3 separate regions of the Mus musculus genome follow, and all the other regions are linked to region 1. Evidence: chromatin contacts called from public ChIA-PET and HiChIP or PLAC-seq data. All regions are on one chromosome and are shown on one strand. The core of a region is the stretch at or near the end of the contact, and the rest is flanking DNA. Distances in the headings are between cores, read along the strand shown. Region 1 holds the start of Atg3 (autophagy related 3). Region 2 overlaps Spice1 (spindle and centriole associated protein 1). Region 3 holds the start of Tagln3 (transgelin 3).

Region 1 (5,015 bases), core at 1,829-4,328:
AACATTCTAGGCACTGTGTCACTACCACCAGCTTCATTAAACTTTTAACAGTATTTTCTCCTCTGAAGCAACAATGCTATTAACTAATTTTTGTTCCACAATTTTACTTACAAGATTTTTGTGGTATAGTCTACAACATAAGACATCCATTTGTGAATATTATTTATTCAACAAATATTTACCATTATATGACAGTACAATTTGAGACAATGTGCTACATGCCTGAAAAATAAATCAAACTGATCTTTATAGCATGAAGAGGAAAAAAAACTAGGTAGGGGAGAGGTGGTATTAAAATAACTCCTCGGCTAAGGGTCCAACTTAGCACCTCCAGAACCCAATGGAATTTTGATTGGCTTGATCTTGTTCAGGTAGTGAATGACTGGCACTCTGAGTTTGAGTGTATCAGTCTCTTTCAAAGACTGATACTTTGAAAGCAGTCCTCCCAGCCTCTAGCAGTTTCTCTAGGAGAAGATAAGTCTCTTTTCTTCAAGTTGTGGTCTTTGGTAGGTTGTCCACTCTCCAATGGGTGACCCTATGCCCACACACACCTAGGCAGCAGTGACTGTGCTCAGAGAATTAAAAAGAAAACACTAAGTTGGCAGAGGTATATGCTGGGGGTGATCTGGAAGAAATTGGAGGTGGGGAGGTAGAGATGGATATAACCAAAATACAATGTACACATCTATGAAATTCTCAAGAAATAAGAACAAAATATATTATAAATAAATAAAGGATAGAAAAAAGACTAAAACCATAAGGCTGTTTGGAGTAAAAGGATTGCTGGCTAAGGGAGAAAGAAAAATTATAGAAGCAAAGTCTGCTTGATTGTGTACTAAGGAGGGAGGCTACGCCACAGTACTCACAAGTTAGAGGAGACTGGGACTTGTAGTGACCAGAGACCCTTCAAGATCACTCTAAGGATTTCGGCTTTACTACACAGCTGCCATCTAAACAAAGCCATCTCTAAACCTTCACTTCCTAACAAAGCATCATTTCTTTCTGGATTATCTCTCTTTTTCTCTTTCCCTTCCCTCATCTATAAGGATTCTCTTTACAGGAGTGACAGGAGTCACAAGGAGGGGCCATTAATTCTCTTTTATACTAAAAACATATGCTACACATTGCCTCCAGGCAGGTCGGCAAAACACTTTAACCTCAGAACTTGGGAGGCAGAGGAAGGTGGATCTCTAAGAATTCAAGGTTAGTCTGAGCTACACAGTGCGGTCCAAACCAACTAAGTCTACACAGTGTGTGTGTGTGTGTGTGTGTGTGTGTGTGTGTGTGTGTGTGTGTGTGTGTGTGTGTGTGTATGTATTTTTGATTCCTCGAGAACTATTCTACAAGTTCAACAAAATGCAAGTGCTATACAAGATAGCCATGTTATATTTAATTGAGAAGTGTTTTGCTCATCTCTCCCTCAGACTAAAAGTTAAATTGATGGTACATTATTAAAACACTGTGAATCTACACAGATACAATATTCTGGAAGTATAACATACAAAAGAAGCATTTGATGTCAATGTAGAAATTATTTTCCAATTCTTAAGTAAAAGAGTAAATCTTAACTAAAATGACTGTCACTGTATACATATAAAAGAAACATTCGCAATTGTTCCAGATTCTTCAAACTTGATCCAAAAATGTATTTTTTTCAAAAGTATTTTATTTTATTTTACTTTATTTTTTGGTATTTTTCGAGACAGGGTTTCTCTGTGTAGCACTGGCTGTCCTGGAACTCACTCTGTAGACCAGGCTGGCCTTGAACTCAGAAATCCGCCTGCCTCTACCTCTCAAGTGCTGGGATTAAAGGTGTGCAACCCCAACGCCTGGCCCAAAAGTATTTTGGTAATAATTATTGGAAAGCATTCCCCCCTTGCCAAGGAAAGATCGAACAGCCTACTCTGCCCATCAGCAGATTTCACCCCTGCACTAAGATTGGTAAAATTCTAACTGAAAGCTAAGTACAGAACAAAAACTACGCAAAATTATCTGTTTCTCTTTTACTGCTTGCTTTTTACAAAGCAAAATCAAGTTACCGTATGTAGCCTAGAAGGTGTAAGAAAGCTCTGAATGAAGCCCTGAAATTTTACTTTTGAAAGCAAGTAATCCAATCTGTGCTAACAGCTAACCTATCACAACTTTCACCTAAAAATGTCAATAGTGTTTCCAATCTATACAATATACAATCGGCTGTGCTGAACTGTTGCTGTAGGATCACTCAAGTCCAAGATTAATAATCACTTACGGCTACCTTAAAGGCTTGAGAAACGTCAAGTTTCGCTCTAGTTCGGCTCAGAGTTACTAACATGTCACAGTTTACTATGTTCCTCTGAAACCTAAGCAAGTTGGGAATTAGATCACCCGAAAAGCAAAACTTCCTATGAAACTTGGAAGGAAACGTGGCATGCTGTTTAGCCACCAAGCTGTCATCTTTTCAAAGGTTAACCCAGTCTACCTATTTAAAAGACTATGGATGTCAGAACGTTCGTACCTCTGCTCCGCACCACCTAGCCGTGCACTCCAAGGCGGCACTGATCAGTGGAGACAGCAGGCACCCAGTTTCACTCTAGTGGAAGCGGGGAAGCCAGCAAGCCTTGGGACTGGCCCAGGAGCCCAAGGCAAGAGGCAGCACCCGGCCGCGCGACTCGCCCCTCCACCTTCTACACCCCGTCCACGCTGGGGACCGGGACTTGGGCAACCAGGGCAGAGCAAGCCAGACCCTCCCCGCTTACCTTGAGGACCGGGGTCAGGTACTCGGCCACTTCCAGAGCCTTTCCCTTCACCGTGTTGATCACATTCTGCATCCTGGGGCTGGAGCAGCGATAGGGCACGGAGGGACTGTCGCAATCCGGGCCACAGGGGAGTCAAAAACTGCCCCGGACGTGCCCGACTGGCATCGAACCTCGCAGCGGCACCGGCCCGGCCGGGGGGGAGGGGCGGCGACACGCGGAGGCCCGGCCCAGCTGTCACCTGGCCGCCACCGCAGAGGGCCCAAGCCGGCTGAGCGAGAGGCGGGTGCGCGCGCAGCCCCCGGCCTTCTCCAAGCTGTCTCTCTTCCCCGGAGCTCCACTGAACACCCCTTCCGGCTTCCCCTTCCTCTTCTCACACTCTCCCAACAGCCCCGCCGCCACCTAAGGCCTCACGTGACTCGACTCTCCCAGGACACGTGACAAAAGGAGGCCCGCGGGGGCGGGACCGGCCGGCCTCTGCTCCCTCCGGCCCGCCCCCCGGAAGCGCTGGAATGAGCGCGCCTGCGCAATGGCCGCTCAGGCTGCTCTTCCCTAGCGGGCGGCTCTTAGCTTTGTATTCCAGCCCTGGAAGGCAGCGTGAGAAGGGTTGATTTTTATTGTTTTTTGTTTGTTTTTGTTTTTGTTTTTTGTTTTTTGTCGCCTTTGCTCCCGGCTCATAGTTTCCCCACCAATGGGCCTTCAAAACCTACTGCTGCTACTACGAACTTAGGCAGTCACTATGTCGGCTCTATGATGTCCGTTCTTGCACTAGAACCTTCCCTGAGCGACTGAGGTAACCGCGCCCTCGCGGGCTGAGTGTTGTGGCTCGAGCGTGTTAAGGGGCTTGGGAGCCGCCCGCGATTCCTATTGCGCATGTGTGGGAGGGTTTCCCTGACAGTGAGGGAAACCTGGTGGAGGTGGGAGGAGTGCTGACCCATTGGCCTTCTGTCCATTGGCTTGTGCCCACCTGCTCTCTGATTTGGGCCTGTGTCTGCGGCCCTTGACGGCTCTATGTTCCCATCCTACCTGTGCGCGTTGGGCAAGTATTTACCCTGCCTGGAGTTTCGTGACCATCTGTCGTGAAAGACCGACCAGTTAGGCTCACTGACCCAAGATGAGCCTTCTGGTCCCATCCTGGTTCACTTAAGAGTCATTAGCTGTGATTCAACTATTTGCACTGAGGTCGCTTCTGTAAAAGAATCGTTCCCAGTGAGCTCTTTTTCTGCTCTGAAAGGAAAGGCCATTCCAAAATTCATTCCTTGTGGACCAAAGTTAATACGAATAAACTGCTTTTCTGCAGTCCCAAACTGTCAGTTACACATTTCCTAACTTATTTCCAATCTGGCCATCCCCTCTCTGTCTTGAGACTTGCCTCTCCTATCAGATGTTGGCAGTATGGTTTGTTTCCTTTAAGTCCTCTCTGTTGTCCTCGGCTGTCTTCCGTCTGCTGTAGTTGTGGCCAGACTTCTACAGGTTTCCTTTTCTATTCTTCACAGTCTTCAGTCTTTGCATTGTGTTTAATCCTTAGGTCTGCCGACGGGGCTGCTCATGAAAGTGATCTTCTTAAGGCAATTAAAAACCCGTGGAATGGAAAGAAAATGCTCCAGGCGCCCTGGGTTAGGCCCACCAACGCTGTACACATTCCTGCTAGGCATTATATTCATTACTCTAAGTTCAAGTCGAATCTTACTGGTAAAATACTCTGCCAATGAAGGTGAGTTAAAATGGAAATGTGTATGGGGTGCTTTTAATCATTTGCCTGGTGTTCTTATGAATAAATTATACGTGATGCCTTTTAAAGTACTATGCTTTGTGTCCATGATAAAGTGTATTGAAAATTTAAACTTTAACCTTGTGTGTTCCTTGGCAACATTTTTTTAACCCTGGATGAAATTTGGATCATTTAAGTGCAAGGTAAAGCACAGTGTATCTAACATCTGATTATACCCAGATGCCCAACAAGTGTTTCTGGATTTCTAGTAAAACATACAACTATAGCTTATTTGGAAATACAATATATTTGTTTAGTTATCTAGTTGGGCTCCTACTTGTGAATGTAAGTCTCGACTTCAGTTAATATCATGCCCTAGGCTCTGTTTTAATAGCATATTAGTTTCTTTCCTCATTGCTCTGACAAAATACTTGCCCAAAGCAGGTTAAGGAAAGGGTTTCTTTGTGCTCACTATCTGAGCGTAGGGTTCACCAAGCAAAGAGGTCATGGTAGCGGAAGCTCTCGTAGCAGTTATTCACATGGCACCCACAGGCATCAAGCAAGAAGAGAGA
Region 2 (5,015 bases), core at 676-3,175, 800 kb after region 1:
GCTCAGAGCTAAACAATTCTCACCTGAGGAATACCAAATGGCTGAGAAGCACCTGAAAAAATGTTCAACATCCTTAATCATCAGGGAAATGCAAATCAAAACAACCCTGAGATTCCACCTCACACCAGTCAGAATGGCTAAGATCAAAATTCAGGTGACAGCAGATGCTGGCGAGGATGTGGAGAAAGAGGAACACTCCTCCATTGTTGGTGGGATTGCAAGCTTGTACAACCACTCTGGAAATCAGTCTGGCGGTTCCTCAGAAAATTGGACATAGTACTACCTGAGGATCCCGCAATACCTCTCCTGGGCATATATCCAGAAGATGTTCCAATCAGTAAGAAGGACACATGCTCCACTATGTTCATAGCAGCCTTGTTTATAATAGCCAGAAGCTGGAAGGAACCCAGATGCCCCTCAACAGAGGAATGGATATAGAAAATGTGGTACATCTACACAATGGAGTACTACTCAGCTATGAAAAAGAATGAATTTATGAAATTCCTAGGCAAATGGATGGATCTTGAGGTAACCCAATCACAAAAGAACTCACACAATATGTACTCACTGATAAGTGGATATTAGCCCAGAAACTTAGAATACCCAAGATATAAGATACAATTTGCTAAACACATGCTCAAGAAGAATGAAGACCAAAGTGTGGACATTTTGCCCCTTCTTATAATTGGGAACAAAACACCCATGGAAGGAGTTACAGAGACACAGTTTGGAGCTGAGACGAAAGGATGGACCATGTAGAGACTGCCATATCCAGGGATCCACCCCATAATCAGCATCCAAATGCTGACACCATTGCATACACTAGCAAGATTTTGCTGAAAGGACCCAGATATAGCTCTCTCTTGTGAGACTATGCCGGGGCCTAGCAAACACAGAAGTGGATGCTCACAGTCAGCTAGTGGATGGACCACAGGGCCCCCAATGGAGGAGCTAGAGAAAGTAACCAAGGAGCTAAAGGGATCTTCAACCCTATAGGTGGAACAATATGAACTACCCAGTACCCCACCAGAGCTCATGTCTCTAGCTGCATATGTATCAGAAGATGGCCTAGTCGGCCATCAGTGGAAAGAGAGGCCCATTGGTCGTGCAAACTTTATCTGCCTCAGTACAGGGGAATGTCAGGGCCAAGAAGTGGGAGTGGGTGGGTGGGGGAGTGGGTGAGGGAGAGGGTAGGGGACTTTTGGGGTAGCATTAGAAATGTAAATGAAATAAATACCTAAATAAATAAATAAATACAAACAACAACAACAACAACAACAACAAAACCCAAAGCCATATGCTACAGATGAGTCAACTCTGCCTACTGCCACCAGATGGCATTCTTGAGCTGAAAGGAATCTTAAAATCAAGGCAGCTCCTTTTCTAACCCTGACTCAAATCAATAAAGCATCTAATATCAAACACGCTGAGTGGAATTTCTCTGTAATAGAGAAAATCACATCACATGGCAATTACTATTTTACAATACAGAAATATAAGTGAGTAGCATTCTTCTGCTATCCTTTCTGCCATGGCCAAGTGGGCCGGCCGGCTAGGTCAGTTAATGAGATTGCCATTTGTACCTTCCATAGAGTAACTTTAGAACTGCAAAGGCCAAGAGCACACACCGTACAGAATACTGGGCTTAGGGCCCACACTAGAAATAGTAAATAAACTCTAACCACTTTAGTTAGTTTCCTGCGACGTCAATGGCGCACAGCATGGGTTTTACTTGAGACCTGATTATAGTTGACACCGGGCATGTAGTTGTTAATAAGATTGTTTTTCCACTTAACTGCTCTGTCAGCTCCATGACTTTACTTTGACAGAGGGTGTGTGGTGGTTTGTCTATGCTTTGCCCAGGGAGTGGCACTAGTAGGAGGTGTGGTCTTGATGGAGTAGGTGCGATCTTGTTGGAGGAAGTGTGTCATTGTGGGGAGTGAGCAATGAGACCCATCTCCTAACCACGTGGGAGACAGTCTTCTAGCAGCCTTCAGATGATGATGTAGAATTCTCAACTCCTCCAACACCATGCTTGCCTAGATAGATGCTGCCCTGCCCCACCTTGATAATGGACTGAACCTCTGAACCTAACCTGCAAGCCAGACCCAATTGAATGTTGTCCCTTTTAAGAGTTGCCTTGGTCATGGTGTCTCTTCACATCAATGAAACCCTAACAGGGTAATGCCTTAAAAACAAAAAGTAGTAAATTCTTCAAATTATCAATAGAAAATAAGCTGTGTTATTTTTCTAACATGGTAACAACCATGCCTTTGTATCAGGGATATGCCTACCGTCCTATCATATCCATTAAATACAGACAACACAAGCACAGAAAAATTTAGTGACTGAAACAAAATATGCGCATGCTCTTTGATCCTTAGTTTTCTTTTCTTCCTTCCCCCAGTACTTGAGAGTAAACCCTGAAACACCCTAGGTAAGTGCTCTAACACTGAGCTAAAGCACCAGCCCTTGACTTAGTGCTTCTGTTAATAATTAACCCAACAAACAAGCCTGTACCCAAAAACACAATGAAGACTATCTGCTGGATTATTTATCATGCCAAGATAAGATGCAATCTGAGTGGCACACACTACTACTTATCCCTAATACTGCCCTTTAATAGCAACTCCTAAGTTCCTGGTGGCGGTGGTGGTGGTGGTTGTGGTGAGTTTTTGACACAGGTTTTTTTTCTGTAACAGCCCTGGATGTCCTGGAACTTGCTTTGTAGACCAGGCTGGCCTCAAACTCACAGAGACCGACCTGCCTCTGCCTCCTGGTGATGAGTGCTGGGACTAAAGGCATGGGCCACAATGCCTGAGCCGACTCCTGCATTTTAATCAAGGAAGCAGCTCAAGTTCCAACCCATCTTTGAATACAGGAGCCTCCAAGCAATAGTGTCCTGGAGAACAGCACACAGTGCCAATGGCTGGCATAAAAGGAGTAGCAGACACTCTCTACTTCCACTTGCTGTTGCCCTGCAAACAACTGAAGGACACTGTAGCAGCCACCCTGTGTTCAGGATGCTGAAGAACTGCGGGACCCTCTACCAGCTACCTCTGAGCTCTCCATGAGAGAACTAAATCTGTGTTTTGTTTAAGTTACTATATTGAGTTCTTTTATTCCCAGAAGCTAAGTGTCCACAAATAGAACAATAATAAATTATGGCAAATCTACATCCAAACCTAGACATTAAAAAGGTAAATTTATTTCTAACTACTGACTTTCAAGATACACTGGCATATCAATAGAATCTAATCACCACCTCCACCCTACAGGGATGTCCTAGTGTGTGGATACACTGAAAACCTGTATGATGCTTCGAGGGTTATTAAAATACATATTATACTGTCTTATGAACCAAATTTCTACCTTTGGTGAAATATCTTCCAAGTCCATATAATTAAGAGCTTAGGAAGCGTAACTTATAATGGATATATATAATAAATATATAATAAATCAACATGGCTATGGCTACAGTAGAAACTGACAAAGGCAGAAAGTAGAGGAATAATCTTACTAATCTGTTGACACTGGGTATTAATTACAGTCAGACCTCAAGTAAAGCCACCACTTTGCCTTCTCCTACTGAGTCTCCGTCACATTCCTCGGAGTAGATTGTTCATGAGGCCAAAGATCACTGTACTAAGTAAGACAGTAAAAGAAAACATCTAAATCTCACCAAAAGCTACAGTTCTAACACCCTGCAGAACACAAAAACACACGGGAACTGGGGAAACCTCCCCACCTAGCTTCACTAACTCTGAATCTTAGAGTTGAGGTACAGTGGTTCCCCACCCTCCTCAGGAGCATCTTGGCCATGATGAAGTCTCATGTGCAGTCAGGACTGAGAATCACCACACCACAGATGAGACCCTGCACCTGTCCCCTCATTACTCTTCTTGTCCCCTTACTTCACCTACATTTAGTACTTGTATGAAAAGCTACGGGAGCTGCAGAGATGGCTCAGTGGTTATCACAGGCTAAGAATGCTTATGGCAACAAGAAATAAAATAAAATAAAATGAAGGCTGGAGAGATGGCTCAGTGGTTAAGAGCATTGACTGCTCTTCCAAAGATCCTGAGTTCAATTCCCAGCAACCACATGGTGGCTCAAAACACTCTGTAATGGGATCAGATACCCTCTTCTGGTGTGTCTGAAGAAGTATACTTCTACAGTGTACTCATATACATTAAATAAATAATTTAAAAAAAAAAAAAAGAATGCTCATGGCTCTTGCCGAGGCTGGAGTCCCAGCACCCATCTAGTAACTCAGAATTCTCTGTGACTTAGTTTTAAGAAATCTGACAGCCTCTTCTGACCTCCACTGGCACCAGACACACAGACACACAGACAGACAGACAGGCAGACAGACAGACAGACAGAGATGCAGGCAAACACCCTTATACAAAAAAGAAAACAAATGAAACTAAATCTTCAAAAATTAAAAGGAAAAGAAGATTAAAACTAGAAAAAGAAAACCTCCCAAAGAGGGTCTCGAGGTCAGATCTGTGGTTTTAGACTGTTCAATGAGAATTAACATGTGTGCATGACTGGCTCACGATTATAACATGAGAAGTCGTATTCTCTGATCCACTGTTCCTTCCTCATGTCTTATAAACATTTATTTGGGAGACACAGTTTTCCTCGATGCAGATTTTTCTAAGAACTCTAAGGAACTTCTCAAAAGGCAGCCTATGGCTTAAAGCCACCGTGAAAGGCCACGCAGATGGCAAGCACTGTACGCTAACCCTGGGTAAGGGGCCACATGCACGACACATTCCTTTATTAGGACTGCAGTCCAAATAAAAAAGGCTGCTCTATTGTAGCTCCTTCTTGCTTGACACACTGTTCACCCTACATATCTGATTGCTTCTTCAAACACCCAGGCAGGCAAAAGGTTAAGCCAGAGAAAAATGGCTTAAGACCTAGGTAAACACGCATACAAAATTATCTGATTTTATTTCATTTTTTCCAGGTAATTCTACTATGCTGTTGAACTGAGACATAATTAC
Region 3 (5,015 bases), core at 1,086-3,585, 570 kb before region 1:
ATATATATATATATATATATATAATTTGGATCCTCAATGTGGAATCTTCATATATGGAGGGCTAACTGACTCTTTTGAAGTTCTTTTTTTTAAAAAAGAAGAAATATGTTTTATGTTTATGTGTGTGCATCTTCATGAATTCATGTGCCCACGTGCTTTTAAGTGCCAGAGGAGACCAAAAAATGGCGTTGAATCCCAGGAACTAGAGTTTCTTGAGTTATGACAGAAATAGAATATAGAGACTACATCTAGAAAAATGCAGGCAAGTTTCTAAGGTAAATATATATTTTAGGGAGCATGATACTTCCCATTTTACCTTGTTTATACTGGTATATTCAGGGGTTTACTGAGAGGTTTGCTTTCTTCCATCAATTAATGAAGCTCACTGGGTCTTCATTCGTAGCCTTCAGCATCTCTTCGCAGCCCTTGACTCAGCCCATCCCTCTTACTCCAGGAGGTTGGTCCCTACGGTCCCTGCCATGACAGTGCTTTGCCTGTGCATTATTGATAGAATTTACTGCCTTGAAATCCTCTGCTGATGCTCCAATCTCTTTCTTTAAAGCACTTTTGAGTTTGAACTTGTTTTTATGGCATCATTTATTTATCCCCAAACAGCTCGGACTTGGTGCCTGAATTCCTCAGGGCCTCCGCCCTCCCCCCCACCCCCGCCCAACTTGTAATGTTAATTTTCCTTTAGTTCTGGCCTTGATGGTCTTTTCATGTTACTTGCTTGAGTAACGTCACCCAGGTTCATGGTTTTAACTCCTACCTACCAAGCAGATGACTCAAGTTTCTACCCATTAGATGATTCTCCTGAGCGCCAGACTTATAAAACAGTCGCCCAATGATCTCAGACAGTAGCAGGACCAACTTTTATTACCTCTGTCCTTTGTATACCACCCTACCTGTGAGTTCTTCTGCAGTAAAGTAGCACCACTATTAATTCAGCTACATCAGTCAGATGAGTGAGTCTCTTGCCTTTTATCCAGTGATGATCTGGTGGTTTTCTTTCTCCTGAAAATATTCGAATTCCCTTGCATGGCAAATTAGTGTGAGGTTGGTAAGTGCCTAATAACTGGCTTTTTACTGCTGGCACTTGCCACCATCCTTGGGATATGGATTCTCATCAGGACCAGATTCAAACTTCCGCTGTGGCATCTCTGAAAGCAATGTGGCGAAGAAAGCCCAGGACCATACAATTATACAGTGTTTATCTTCTGTAGAGACTTGAATACAAATATCTTCAAGAATATAAATTATTGGGAAGTGTAACAAAAATAAAGAGCAATTCATTTTGGATACTTCATCTTTGTCACTTTTACTTATGTAACCCAGTAACTAAAGATGACAGAATTTACAAACTGACCCTTAAAATTACTGAAAACTCTAACCTCAAACCCTTGCAAAGCAGTGTTTTATTACCTGGAGCCAGTCTGACGTTCCAGTCTCAGTTTACTTGCTGATTCTAAGACTTTTTCACCTTTTAAAAAAATACTAATTTAAAATATTTATTTTATATTCATGAACGTTTTACTTGCATGAATATCTGTGCACTGAATGCAACCTACCAAAACTTTTAGGGTACGGAGAGACTTCTGTTTAATTAGAAAATTTGTCTTATATATTTTATTTTAAAGTAACATTTATAAGACTTATCCCTTGAATAGAGCCAAACCAAGCCCAGAGGTTTTCTACGGGTTGGAAGTTTCTGGATGGAACTGCCTTGACAGCTTAAGTAAACGGTTGCAGCTTCCAGTGTCACCCCCATCCCGACCCCATCCTGTCCTGTAACAACTGTCCCTTCAGTGCAAGGTTAAAGTGGTTTGGCTATTCCTGGCAGATGGGCACTTAGCAGAATGGACCCTCCCAGAGGCCCAAGTCCCCTCAGGCAGCTGTGTGGGGCCTCAGATACAATGCTGGGTTTCCCAGAGGAGAAGAAAGGATTGTGCGGCAGAGAAAGAAGCTCCCAGCGGGAGGCAGGCGGTCTGGCCTGTCTAGGAGAGGGCTGGTTTTGGGGCGCTCTTAGCAACAGCCCTGGTTTGACCCTCCTTAGCCGTGAGAAAATCAAATCCAGGGCGCCTTGCTTCCAATCTCCTGCACCATCCGCGGCGTAATGTTGAGACATCCTTTCTCCCGCCTGTTAATTACCTGCTCTGGGCATCTCTAGCAAAGTGCTGCTGAGAGCGGAAGCAAGCAACCATCGCCCACCACCCACCGTCTGTCTGGGGGCTTATGCTCACGAATGAGTCCCATGTACATCATCCGGTCTGCCTGACAGGCAGGACTGAGAAAGGGGGGTTCCAGCCCCCCGTGGGCTGGCCAGGGCTTTATTCTAGAGTCCAGAGCGGCGCGTGGCTGCGCTTTTCTTTCCCGTTTGTAGGTGAAACCCCATTGGCTTCATTGGCTCCTTGATTTTAAACCACGCCCGGCTTTCTGCCCGCTTTGCTGCTGCTGGGTTCGGCCTCCCTGCCACATCCCAGCCGGGTTCTCAGGAAACCCGGGGGCTCCTGTGGCTGCTATTGTGTGGATGCCGCGTGTGTCCTCTCTTCTCTTCCAGAGATGGCTAACAGGGGTCCGAGCTATGGCTTAAGCCGAGAGGTGCAGGAGAAGATTGAGCAGAAGTATGACGCGGATCTGGAGAACAAGCTGGTGGACTGGATCATCCTGCAGTGTGCTGAGGATATAGAGCACCCGCCCCCGGGCAGGGCCCATTTTCAGAAATGGTTGATGGACGGGACGGTAAGGCGGGCAAGGATATTGGTTGTTGGGGCGCTGGGCAGGGAAACCCTGCTAGGGCCTTTTCTTTCCATGTGAGGCCCGGGGAGATCCCCTGTTGCCAAGGTCTGGGTCTCACCGGGAGAGATGAGCATGCCTTTATTTCTCCAGGGCTGGCTGCAATTCTGAGGGCTCTCTGCACAATTTCCTAGCTAGTTTAGAGGATTCTCCACCTATATGAGACTCAAGCTTCCTTCTGAGCTGTAAGCAAAACTGGAGCCCTTTTGATGTTTCCATTCAGAGTAGGGCTAAGCGCTGCTGCTGTGTGATCTCCTTAGCCTTCTTGGGCTGTTCTTACCCCCAAGGGAACCAGCTGGTTACACGGTGAAACAAAGGAAGGGGGTCAGGCTAGCCAACTTGTCATCCTCCATGGAAGCTGTATCCCTTGGAGGTGCTCAGGATCTCTTGAGCAGATGAGTTCCCCTGAACAGGAAGGGAATCCTTATGTGATAAGTGCCTTTCTGTCCAGATACTGTGTGTTTGGGTTCCAGGAGGACAGCTGAGCTAAGTCAAAGAAGCCCATCTTTTCTGGCAAGCTGTGATTTACTGTTACATAACTGCTATCCCACCTATTTGTTGGGCATCGTAGGGCTTGGCTTCTAAGAGTCTCTGAGAAGACCCAATTCAGTTCTTTGACGCATCACAAACTTAGATAGGATGAGTTAGTGAAAACAGCAGATCCCAGAGAGCAGATCAGAATCCTCCCGGTTCCCCGTGAGCCTCCAATGCATCCTCCATTAAGAATGGGAGATCATGTCCTCATCATCCAGGATTTTCAAGGAGGGAACTAGGTTCTGGCTGCAAGATTGTGGTCAGCTATTGTCTGTGAATGGGCTCCCTGGGGGTCTTCTGTGGTGTGGGTGTGTGTCTGTGTGTGTGTGTGTGTGTGTGTGTGTGTGTGTGTGTGTGTAGATGCACCACTCACTTCTGACCTGTGACATTTATTGCAAAGGGAAACACACTAACCCTCTGTCCCCCACACTCCCTTTTTAGGTCCTGTGCAAGCTGATAAACAGTTTATATCCACCAGGGCAAGAACCCATCCCCAAGATCTCAGAGTCAAAGATGGCTTTTAAGCAGATGGAGCAAATCTCTCAGTTCCTGAAAGCTGCCGAGGTCTATGGTGTCAGGACCACTGACATTTTTCAAACAGTGGATCTCTGGGAAGGTAAACTGCCCTCCTGGCTTTAGGTCTGTCTCCCCTGGACTCTTGTCCCAGTACCTCTTCTTTTCTCTGTCCTCTATTTGCAAAAGCCACTTACACAGGGATTCCCTGTGCTGCTTGGGGGAGGGGAAGTGTGTTCTCAGCTGTCATCCCAGGGACAGTGCTGGCCTTCCTGTTTGTGATGCTTTCTGGGTAGGGGTCCTGTCGTACAGAAGGACACATATTGAGGCTAGGGCAAGAACCTCAGCCAAGTAGTGGCTAAGTGTGATAGTGGAAGTGTCCACAGAGAAGAAGGGAACTGGCTACACGCATGTCTTTTCCTCTAGTCGGCCTTCCATCACAAATCACACTTAGTGGAAGAGAAAGGAGGCAGGAGTGAGTGAGTGTTCTCCTGACTCACCATCACTGGGGCTTACAGACAAAGCCATCTGGTGCTCCTCTGTCATTCAATCTGAGGGAGAAAAACAGCACTCCATCTTTCTGTTAAACAATTATCTAGAGAATGGTGACTGTATCTTCTAGATGAGTAGTCTGCTCAGGGAGACTACTAAATGACTTTTCACTCGCATTTGTGAATTGACTCAGTGAGAAGAATCTCACAAAGCTACTTAGATTGGATCTTATCTCTGGACATATATAGATAGCAATCCACCACTGTTGGGGAAAATGACGTGGAATGAAGATATTGCTGAAGGATTTGAGTGACCAATAGTCATAAGGCTTCAAGTCCCTTTTAGTGATAATGTGCATATTAATTCATATAGCCACGAGTAGGCCTGCCTGAGGCACAAAGAGACTAACTGTCTAACTGACAGATTGACTGACATGCTCATTGTCACTCACTGGCTGTCATCGCAGTGCAACCAACAGAATCTCCTAGATAGTGACCCAAATGGCTCTGCTGACAGTGACAGTGGAATAATGCAACTTTGATCAAAGTGTGGGTATTCTAAGGGTCATTACCTCAAGACTCTATTCACAGAGAGTTTTATGCATCTTCAATGGGTAAGTAGTTCTGACCTGAAGAGGCCAGGGGATTGATCTTGTATTTATTACTCAGAAACTCCAGTATCTG

Evidence for each region. ChIA-PET counts read pairs in DNA pulled down with a chosen protein or histone mark. HiChIP or PLAC-seq counts read pairs in DNA pulled down with a chosen protein or histone mark.
Region 2: an RNA polymerase II ChIA-PET map of memory CD8 T cells shows a contact between it and region 1, with 40 read pairs. The contact joins the enhancer-like site here to the promoter of Atg3 in region 1. A contact is called at or near these places in 3 of 39 promoter capture datasets (the 3T3-L1 cell line, cranial neural crest and liver), 3 of 484 Hi-C or Micro-C datasets (CD4 T cells, erythroblasts and rod photoreceptor), 2 of 115 datasets of contacts at active chromatin or transcription factors (memory CD8 T cells and microglia) and 1 of 9 other capture datasets (adipose tissue).
Region 3: a contact with region 1 is called in an H3K27ac HiChIP or PLAC-seq map of embryonic stem cells, with 3 times the contacts expected there. The contact joins the promoter of Tagln3 here to the promoter of Atg3 in region 1. A contact is called at or near these places in 4 of 39 promoter capture datasets (the C10 cell line, hematopoietic stem and progenitor cells, liver and 1 more), 1 of 484 Hi-C or Micro-C datasets (erythroblasts), 3 of 115 datasets of contacts at active chromatin or transcription factors (embryonic stem cells, forebrain and pro-B cells) and 1 of 9 other capture datasets (pancreatic islet).

The regions. Positions count from the first base shown.
Region 1 is chr16:45,156,892-45,161,906 of GRCm38.p6, reverse strand. It overlaps Atg3 (autophagy related 3), which reads right to left and starts at 3,078. Exons shown (of 12, transcript NM_026402.3): 1 at 2,736-3,078. The coding sequence starts at 2,807. It overlaps Slc35a5 (solute carrier family 35, member A5), which reads left to right and starts at 3,234. Exons shown (of 7, transcript NM_028756.4): 1 at 3,234-3,525; 2 at 4,261-4,446. The coding sequence starts at 4,281.
Region 2 is chr16:44,359,016-44,364,030 of GRCm38.p6, reverse strand. The region is part of intron 4 of Spice1 (spindle and centriole associated protein 1); the gene reads right to left. Among named protein-coding and RNA genes, the nearest start is that of Spice1, 14 kb to the right of the region's middle. Within about 2 kb of position 1,925, at least 14 of the 459 cell types and tissues checked have an H3K27ac peak or open chromatin away from gene starts, as enhancers often do. A contact at or near this core is called in memory CD8 T cells, where this site is marked.
Region 3 is chr16:45,721,851-45,726,865 of GRCm38.p6, reverse strand. Tagln3 (transgelin 3) reads left to right here and starts at 2,335. Exons shown (of 4, transcript NM_019754.3): 1 at 2,335-2,739; 2 at 3,769-3,943. The coding sequence starts at 2,560.